Linked DNA regions of Mus musculus: region 1 is linked to region 2. The links are chromatin contacts, called in public ChIA-PET maps. All regions are on one chromosome and are shown on one strand. The core of a region is the stretch at or near the end of the contact, and the rest is flanking DNA. Distances in the headings are between cores, read along the strand shown.

Evidence for each region. ChIA-PET counts read pairs in DNA pulled down with a chosen protein or histone mark.
Region 1: an RNA polymerase II ChIA-PET map of effector CD8 T cells shows a contact between it and region 2, with 9 read pairs. The contact joins two enhancer-like sites. A contact is called at or near these places in 1 of 39 promoter capture datasets (cranial neural crest), 2 of 484 Hi-C or Micro-C datasets (LSK cells and bone marrow-derived macrophages), 2 of 115 datasets of contacts at active chromatin or transcription factors (effector CD8 T cells and trophoblast stem cells) and 3 of 9 other capture datasets (adipose tissue, embryonic stem cells and liver).

The regions. Positions count from the first base shown.
Region 1 is chr19:46,886,011-46,889,651 of GRCm38.p6, forward strand. It overlaps Nt5c2 (5'-nucleotidase, cytosolic II), which reads right to left. Exons shown (of 18, transcript NM_029810.5): 18 at 1-3,041. The coding sequence ends at 2,808. Among named protein-coding and RNA genes, the nearest start is that of Nt5c2, 74 kb to the right of the region's middle. Within about 2 kb of position 2,306, at least 87 of the 459 cell types and tissues checked have an H3K27ac peak or open chromatin away from gene starts, as enhancers often do. A contact at or near this core is called in effector CD8 T cells, where this site is marked.
Region 2 is chr19:46,725,985-46,729,588 of GRCm38.p6, forward strand. The region is part of intron 10 of As3mt (arsenite methyltransferase); the gene reads left to right. Among named protein-coding and RNA genes, the nearest start is that of As3mt, 20 kb to the left of the region's middle. Within about 2 kb of position 2,042, at least 45 of the 459 cell types and tissues checked have an H3K27ac peak or open chromatin away from gene starts, as enhancers often do. A contact at or near this core is called in effector CD8 T cells, where this site is marked.

The DNA of each region.
Region 1 (3,641 bases), core at 1,056-3,555, 160 kb after region 2:
AAACTGCAAGAGAAGCTAATTCTAGTCACCAAGAAAGAATGCCATGAGAAACTAAGGATTGAGGGCCTAACTCTCAAACCACATGGGGAAGAAGGCGGCTGGCAGCACAGCAATAGATGGATCTTAGTAACCACTTTCCCACCGTCAGAAAGAGCTTAAATAGTTTCCATAACATGGAATGTGAGCGAAGTTCCTGTCCTAATACAGTCTTAAATATGCAGTTGTTTATCTCAGGCTATTTGTGGTGAATAAGCAGAGGATTTAAAAGTGCCCCAGAAGCCCTGGAAAACTTGCAGGACTTTAAAGTTGTTAAACAAACAAGTCTGATTTATAAATATCTAAACATGGGCAAGCTACTTTTAAATCTGACCTGTAACTGCCCATAGAATGTGACTTACAGATTTGTAGCTCATTTAGTTATTCTATTTCTACTTTAAACAAAATTTAAAGAGCAACTTGAAGGGCGCATAGCTTACTCCATGGATCTCTGCAGATCTATGCTTATGGTAAAGGAGAATCTTGGGTATAAAATAAACATTGAATTTTCTCTGCCCCAGATGTTTCTGAGACACTTGGGTGTTTGTTCTCCTGGCGCACCTCTGTGGCCGTGAGACCCAGTAGGACTGGGAACACCGGACTCCCTAGTGTCACACACTCCAGTCTTGGGAGCTCAGTCTAGCATGAAGAAAGGATTCCTAAATTCTGATGCTCTACAAAGCCTGAAAACTGAGTGTTTTCAGAACTCCTAGGAAAGGTTCTGAAGAGTGACGGAAGGGCGGGCTGCCATTTCTGTCCTCTAAATTATTCAGACTTAGGAAAACGGTGGAGAAGTTTACTGATGACAGACAATCCCTGTTTTCCATTCTGAAATGTCCAGTCACCTGCCCCAGACAGACCTCCCAGCACATCTGGGAACGTGTGGGAAATCACCAGCTGGTCTCTCACAAAGCTCCTTAGCAGCTCCTTCTGGTGACTTAACGTGGAGTTCTTGCAACTGCGTGCTTTTCACAGCCACTTGAAGTGCTTGCTCGCTCGCTAGCTCTCCTGGTGAGTCACCTGGCTGACAGTGTCATCTGGCCAGTAACAAACTGTTGTATCCACACAACACAGTAAAACATAGAAAGCAAACTGAGTGATATCCACCTCTGCTCTAAGGAATGAACTAATGCAAGGTGACTCTGCAGTTGTCACATGCCACGCAGAGGTGATCTGGGCTTGAGAAGGCTTAACACTGTCAAACTAGGCAATGTCCTCAATGACAATTTAAATGAGAATAGTAACTAGGGTGAATACGGTAGTCTCTAAATTTTAAAAACAGAGATGACAACTAATAGGCCACGTACATGTTCCAGAAATTTCAGTCCGAATGCACGTTACTTGAAATGACTTACTGTAAAGTCAGTGAGTGCTGGCAGCTGCAGCCTTGGCTCAGTGGCTGTGCTCCATACCTTCAATGATTACTTTAAAACAAGCCAGGCAAGGTGCTGCACGCCTTTAATCCCAGCACCCGGGAGGCAGAGACAGGCACACCTCTTTGAGTTCAAGGCCAGTCTGCTCTACATACTGAACATGTCCCAGGACAGCCAGGGCTACATAGAGAAAATTTGTCTTTTTAAAAAATGCCTAAAACCTCAGTGAAAAAAAATCCTTATACCCATGAAACACTGTACATATAAGCATGTTTTTAACTAAAAGTGATACAGATATGGTGAGCAATTTTGAAAATGTATTTCCCTTAAAAAGAACACCAACCCTAAAGCCATTTGAAGAGCAATAGCTGTGACGGCTAATAGTTGTACTACACAAGGGCCAATGTTAGCATTAGACATACATTTTACTGAGTTCTAGAATAGCCAGGACCCTAGTGACCAGGGCCAAGAATGGGAGAAAGCAAATCAAAGTTAAAGCAAGAATCTCTGACACTGCTCAAGTGCGGGACAGCTCCCTGCACTGGCAGGGCAGGCACAGCCTTCACGCTCTCCTCAGAACACAAGGTCGTTTCCTGTCACGGGAACTGACTGACTGTGGCGAGGAGGAGGGTGCACCTGCAGGCCACGATGCCGTGGCTGCTGCTCTGGGAACTTGCTCCTCTGTACTCTTCAGGTACATTCCCCAAAAGGATTGTTTTCATAGAATAAAAAGCATTTGTGCTACCAACTTTAAAAAATGTAGTAGGGATGGTAACTTCTGCCTCAAATTCCAATCCCCACAGTCAAGAATCACCTACAGCAAGGAAACTCACAAAGGCACCGAATGACACAGCAGCAGCCTTGCCAGAGCCACCGAGGAAACCCAAAAGCTAACGGAAGGAAACCTGACCTCAACAGACGGCTGACTACACTTGATAATGAAAGCATGTATTTCTCCACTGATTAGCAACACTGTGAAGCACTGGACAAGTGGGGTTTGAAGCAGCGGTACAGCCTGTATACAGCATTTGTGGATCTCCTCTTCCTACCAGTCCCGTGGCTCTGTTCTGAAACCCTTTTTTACTACCTTCGTACATCCAGATGACACGCTGACGATGACAGACACAGAAAATCATTACAAGCCATGTGGTGCGATCTGTGTGCACTCCACCTGCCTTTACCTGTTCTTCCTATACAGTTTCAAACCATCTGCAGAGAACAGATACACAAAACTGAAGTAGCTATGATTAGAATTATTTAAAGCCTTGAGAAACTTTCCAAACTTTCCAGGACTTCTGATGGAGTCCTCCCACCCTCCCTAACAGAATCCAAACAGGCCACCCCTCACCCCGTGAGTCTGACAGACTTGATGGGTGCTCCGGTTTCTAGTCTGCCTTCCTATTCTTCCTCTTCTTCCTCTTCATCATCATCTTCATCATGGCAGTGTGTGATCTCCTGGGGGGCCAGCGGGAAGAGGTTGGGGGGCTTGATCTCACTAATGGACCTTGTAAGCTGGTGTCGCTTATAGTCAGTGTCTTTGAAATCCACTGACGTGCGGTTCCGGGTGGCGAGAGGGGACTCCATCTCATTGATATCCACATGCGTGTGTTCCACCGTTGACTCGTGCGGCATCTAGAGCAAAGCAAACACTCAGGCTGTAGGCAGAGCGAAAGTGAGTACTGTGCTAACCACTCCGCTTCCCAAGCAGGAGTGCCTAAGCTCCGCTCCCTCCCTACAGCATGGAAATCCGTAAGAAACCTTACGGATGCTTTTATACTTCCTTAGCCAGCCCTGCCCTGCAACAGCAGTATCAGGACATACATATAAAAACAGTTATATTGCCAGGTGTGGTGGCGCACGCCTTTAATCCCAGCACTCGGGAGGCAGAGGCAGGCGGATTTCTGAGTTTGAGGCCAGCCTGGTCTACAAAATGAGTTCCAGGAAGCCAGGGCTACACAGAGAAACCCTGTCTCGAAAAACCAAAAAAAATTATTTCAATTAGCACTAACAAGTCTTTTTTGGGGGGTGGGGTAGGGCACCTCTCAATGTAACCCTAAATCAGAGATCAGTACCTCCCAGGCACTAGGATTAAAGGTATGCACCAATACACCCCGCATTTTTTTTTAAGATTTATTTATTTATTTTATGTATGTGAGTACACTGTCGCTGTCTTCAGACACACCAGAAGAGGATATCCAATCCCATTACAGATGGCTGTGAGCTACCATGTGG
Region 2 (3,604 bases), core at 792-3,291:
CCCTAATTCTAGTGACTAAGCTTGAGGGGAGCAGTACACGAATCCAAGACCAATGTGGGCAATAAAGCAAGGCCTTGTCTCAAAACAAATCCCCAGGTGAGCATTTGAAAGCACCGGTTTCCTTTTAGAAAGCACCAAAGCTAAGATAAAATTAATATGCTTCTTATTAATTTAGCCAGTTAAAAATGTAAAAAGATTTTTTTAAAATTATTATTGTATTTCTATGAGTGTTTGGTGTACCCGTATGTCTACACCACATTTGTGCTCGGTCCCTTCAGAGGCTAGAAGAGAGCATCCAATTGCCCTGGGACTGGATGAGTTAAGAGCTGCCATGTGGGGCCTTGAACCTGTGTCCTCTGGAAGAAACAGCTGTCGCTGAGTCATCATTTGTTTTATGTGTTTGTTTATTTAGTGTGTGTGCTCGCGCGCACACACATGTGCGCACATAGAGGTTAGAGAACAGCTTGTGGAAGTTGGTTCTGTCTTTCCATCATATGGTGTTTAGGGATTAAACTTGGGTCATCAACTTTGACAGCACGCACCTTTGCCTGCTGAGCCATGTGTCAGCTCCACATTTTAAACATTTAGAAATGTATAACTCAGTGGCATTTGGTTTAATTAATATTTTTAAACTCCTGGATGACTTTACTATAAGATAGTTTAAATACTCAAGAAATGTTGGGGCTGGAGAGATGGCTCAGTGGTTAAGAGCACTGGCTGCTCTTCCAGAGGTCCTGAGTTCCATTCCCAGCAACCACATAGTGGCTCACAACCATCTGTCATGGGATCCGATGCCCTCTTCTGGTGCATCTGAAGACAGCTACAGTGTACTCATATACACAAAATAAATACATAATTAAAAAAAAAAAAGAAATGTTGACTCTTGGGATGGAGAGATAGCTCAGGTGTTCAGTTTGCTCTTCCAGAGGACTTACGAGCTCAGTTCTCAGAACCCACATGGCAAGTACCAACTCTATTAATCCAGTTTCTGGGGCGCTGAGGATGTATTCTGGCCTTCGTGTCTGAGGCAAAACACCCAGACACATAAAATAAGAAGAAATAAAGCTTTAAAACAAGCAAAACAAAGCAACAACTAATTTTAGCATAAAAGACCAGGGCTGGAGCTGATTTATTCTCTCCGTTCCTGCCTAAGCTCCGAGTCGCCTTTACACTGGGCAGCTCTCACAGACTGTGGGTCTCTCACTGTCCAGGCTCTACCCTAAGACAGGCCAGACCTTTTTTTTGATATGTAGTCTTTTTTTCTCTCGGGGGAGGAGTAGGTAAGGCCAGGGGACAGCAGATGGGAACAGAGGGTTGATAATTGACTCCTCAGGTTGCCATGGAGACTGACCCCTCCTACCCACTAAGCAGCTCTTTCCCCAATTCTCCTGACTGGCTCTTAGCAGTGTCTGGTGATTTTGACTCCAGGGTTCTGTCTTTTTTGGACATTTCTCATGAGTGGATCCACGTGTACTTGACCTTTTGTGTCTGACCTTTCACCCGTGTTTCCAGCGCTTCTTCACTGAGCATGCTCCACTGTCTCACTCCTCTGGGAGCAGAGATGGAATACCTTGGTTCATCTGTCCTTCATTTGATGACTGCTGTCCTGCAGTAGATTATTAACAGTGCTATTAGGAACACGGATATGTAAATACTTGTGTGGCTTTCTGCTTTCAAAGATTTTGCATCTGTACTGAACAATGGATTTTTTTTTCTTTTTGTATTTCTAACTTTTGGTGGCTTTTGGCGTTATTTGCTTTTGAGACAAGGGTCTCACTGCATAGCCCTGGCCAGCCTGGAACTCAGTATATAGACCAGGTTGGCCTTGAACTCACAGAGATCCAAGTGTCCTGTCCTGGGATTAAAAGGCATAGGGCATCATTTTCGGTCATGTCGCTAGCTTGTAATGGACCACCCTGTCATCCACAGTAGGTGCGCTACTTTGTATCCCTAGTAGTGTCACCAGAACACAGTAGTCCTGTTGCCGGTCACCACACATGCCAAGAGCAGGGACAGAATGGAATCTCTAAGCTGTGCTTACACAGGAAGCAGGTGATCCGAGATGGCGGTGGACCAATCCTCTAAAACCCGCCTTCCCTTATCTACAGCCTTCAGGCTTTAGCAGATCGGGGGGTGGGGTGGTGGGGGGGGACAAAGGCCATCAGTTCCCAGTGCATTCTTGCCCTCTTGTCAGGTGGCCAGCCTTGTCCCTGGGATCTATGATGTCACTGCCGCTGTCCTTATCTCTTACCCTCTTCCCTTGTTCTCTGAACATCTGGACCAAGTCTAGCCAGTGACTCCCTTTATCATCCTGATCTCCTCCAGGGCCATCTGGCCAAGGGAGGTAACTTGAACAAACAAGCCAGTAACGCTGTGGAGATGCTAAGCTAGCAAGAACATGTCCATGAAGGCTTGCTTTCATTATACGAGGTAAAAATGTGCCCTCGGAATGTAGATTATGACAGACGACAGCGTTGTCATCTGTCACTCCTGTGAGTGATGACTCCTGTAAATCTGTCCTGATGAGCAATAGCTTCCTGCTGCTGTGCAGCCAGCAGTGAGCACGACTTCTCCTCCATATGGGGGTGTTCCAGAGTAAAGCTGTGCACACCAGTGCACACCCTGTGCACCAGCAGGCAGTGTGCTAAGAACGATTTCCAATAAAGGAAAACTAGGAGGACTTCTCTGAGGCTAGAAGGTTCAGGAGCCAGGATGCCAGAAAGATAGAAACTGAAGAAACCAGCCTCCACTTCATCACCTCAGAGATGATTTAGTTAGGTCTGTTTTATTAGGTTTTTTTTTATCATTAGCTTGTTTTTAATTTTATTCTATGCATATGAGTGTTTTGCCTGTATGGATGTATGTATGCCACATATGTGCCTGGTGCCTGCGGAGGTCAGAGGAAGGCATCTGGTCCTCTGGAATAGAGTCACAGATGGTTGTGAGCCACCCACCCTACATGAGCCTCGATGGGGAAGTTGTAGGGTTTTGATCTGCATCTCTTTCCGTCTACCACTGTAGATGTGTGACACACACCCCTGAAGATGTGTGACACACACCCCTGAAGATGTGTGACACACACCCCTGTAGATGTGTGACACACACCCCTGTAGATGTGTGACACACACCCTTTTTTTTTTTCTTTTGAGACAGAGTTTACGTTGCCCAGATTGGAATAAACTGATCATCCATCCTGTCTCTACCTCCCACATTCAGGATTACAGACATAGACCACCACTGCTGGCTTCAGATGGTTAGGGGGAGGAGGGAGCCTCCAAGGGCTAACAGAAAAGAAGCCCAAGAAGCAGCCATGTGGTCTGGTCCATGTCCATACATGTACACACATGGTTGCTCAGTAGCTCCTATCCCATGGTGTGCAGACTGACCGCATCTCTCCGGCAGCCTCCTGCTTCCTCCCTTCTCAGTCTAGCCCACTGCACAGTAATTTAAAGCAGCCAATAAAAAGTGTGTGTAGCCATATAGGGGAGACAAGCTAGAACTGTATAAAAGCCCCAGCCACAAAATGTTTGGGGACTCTGGTATTTGGGATATGATTCTGTAGAAGTCCAAGGGCACGAGGAACCATTTTCTGATAGAAGCAGCT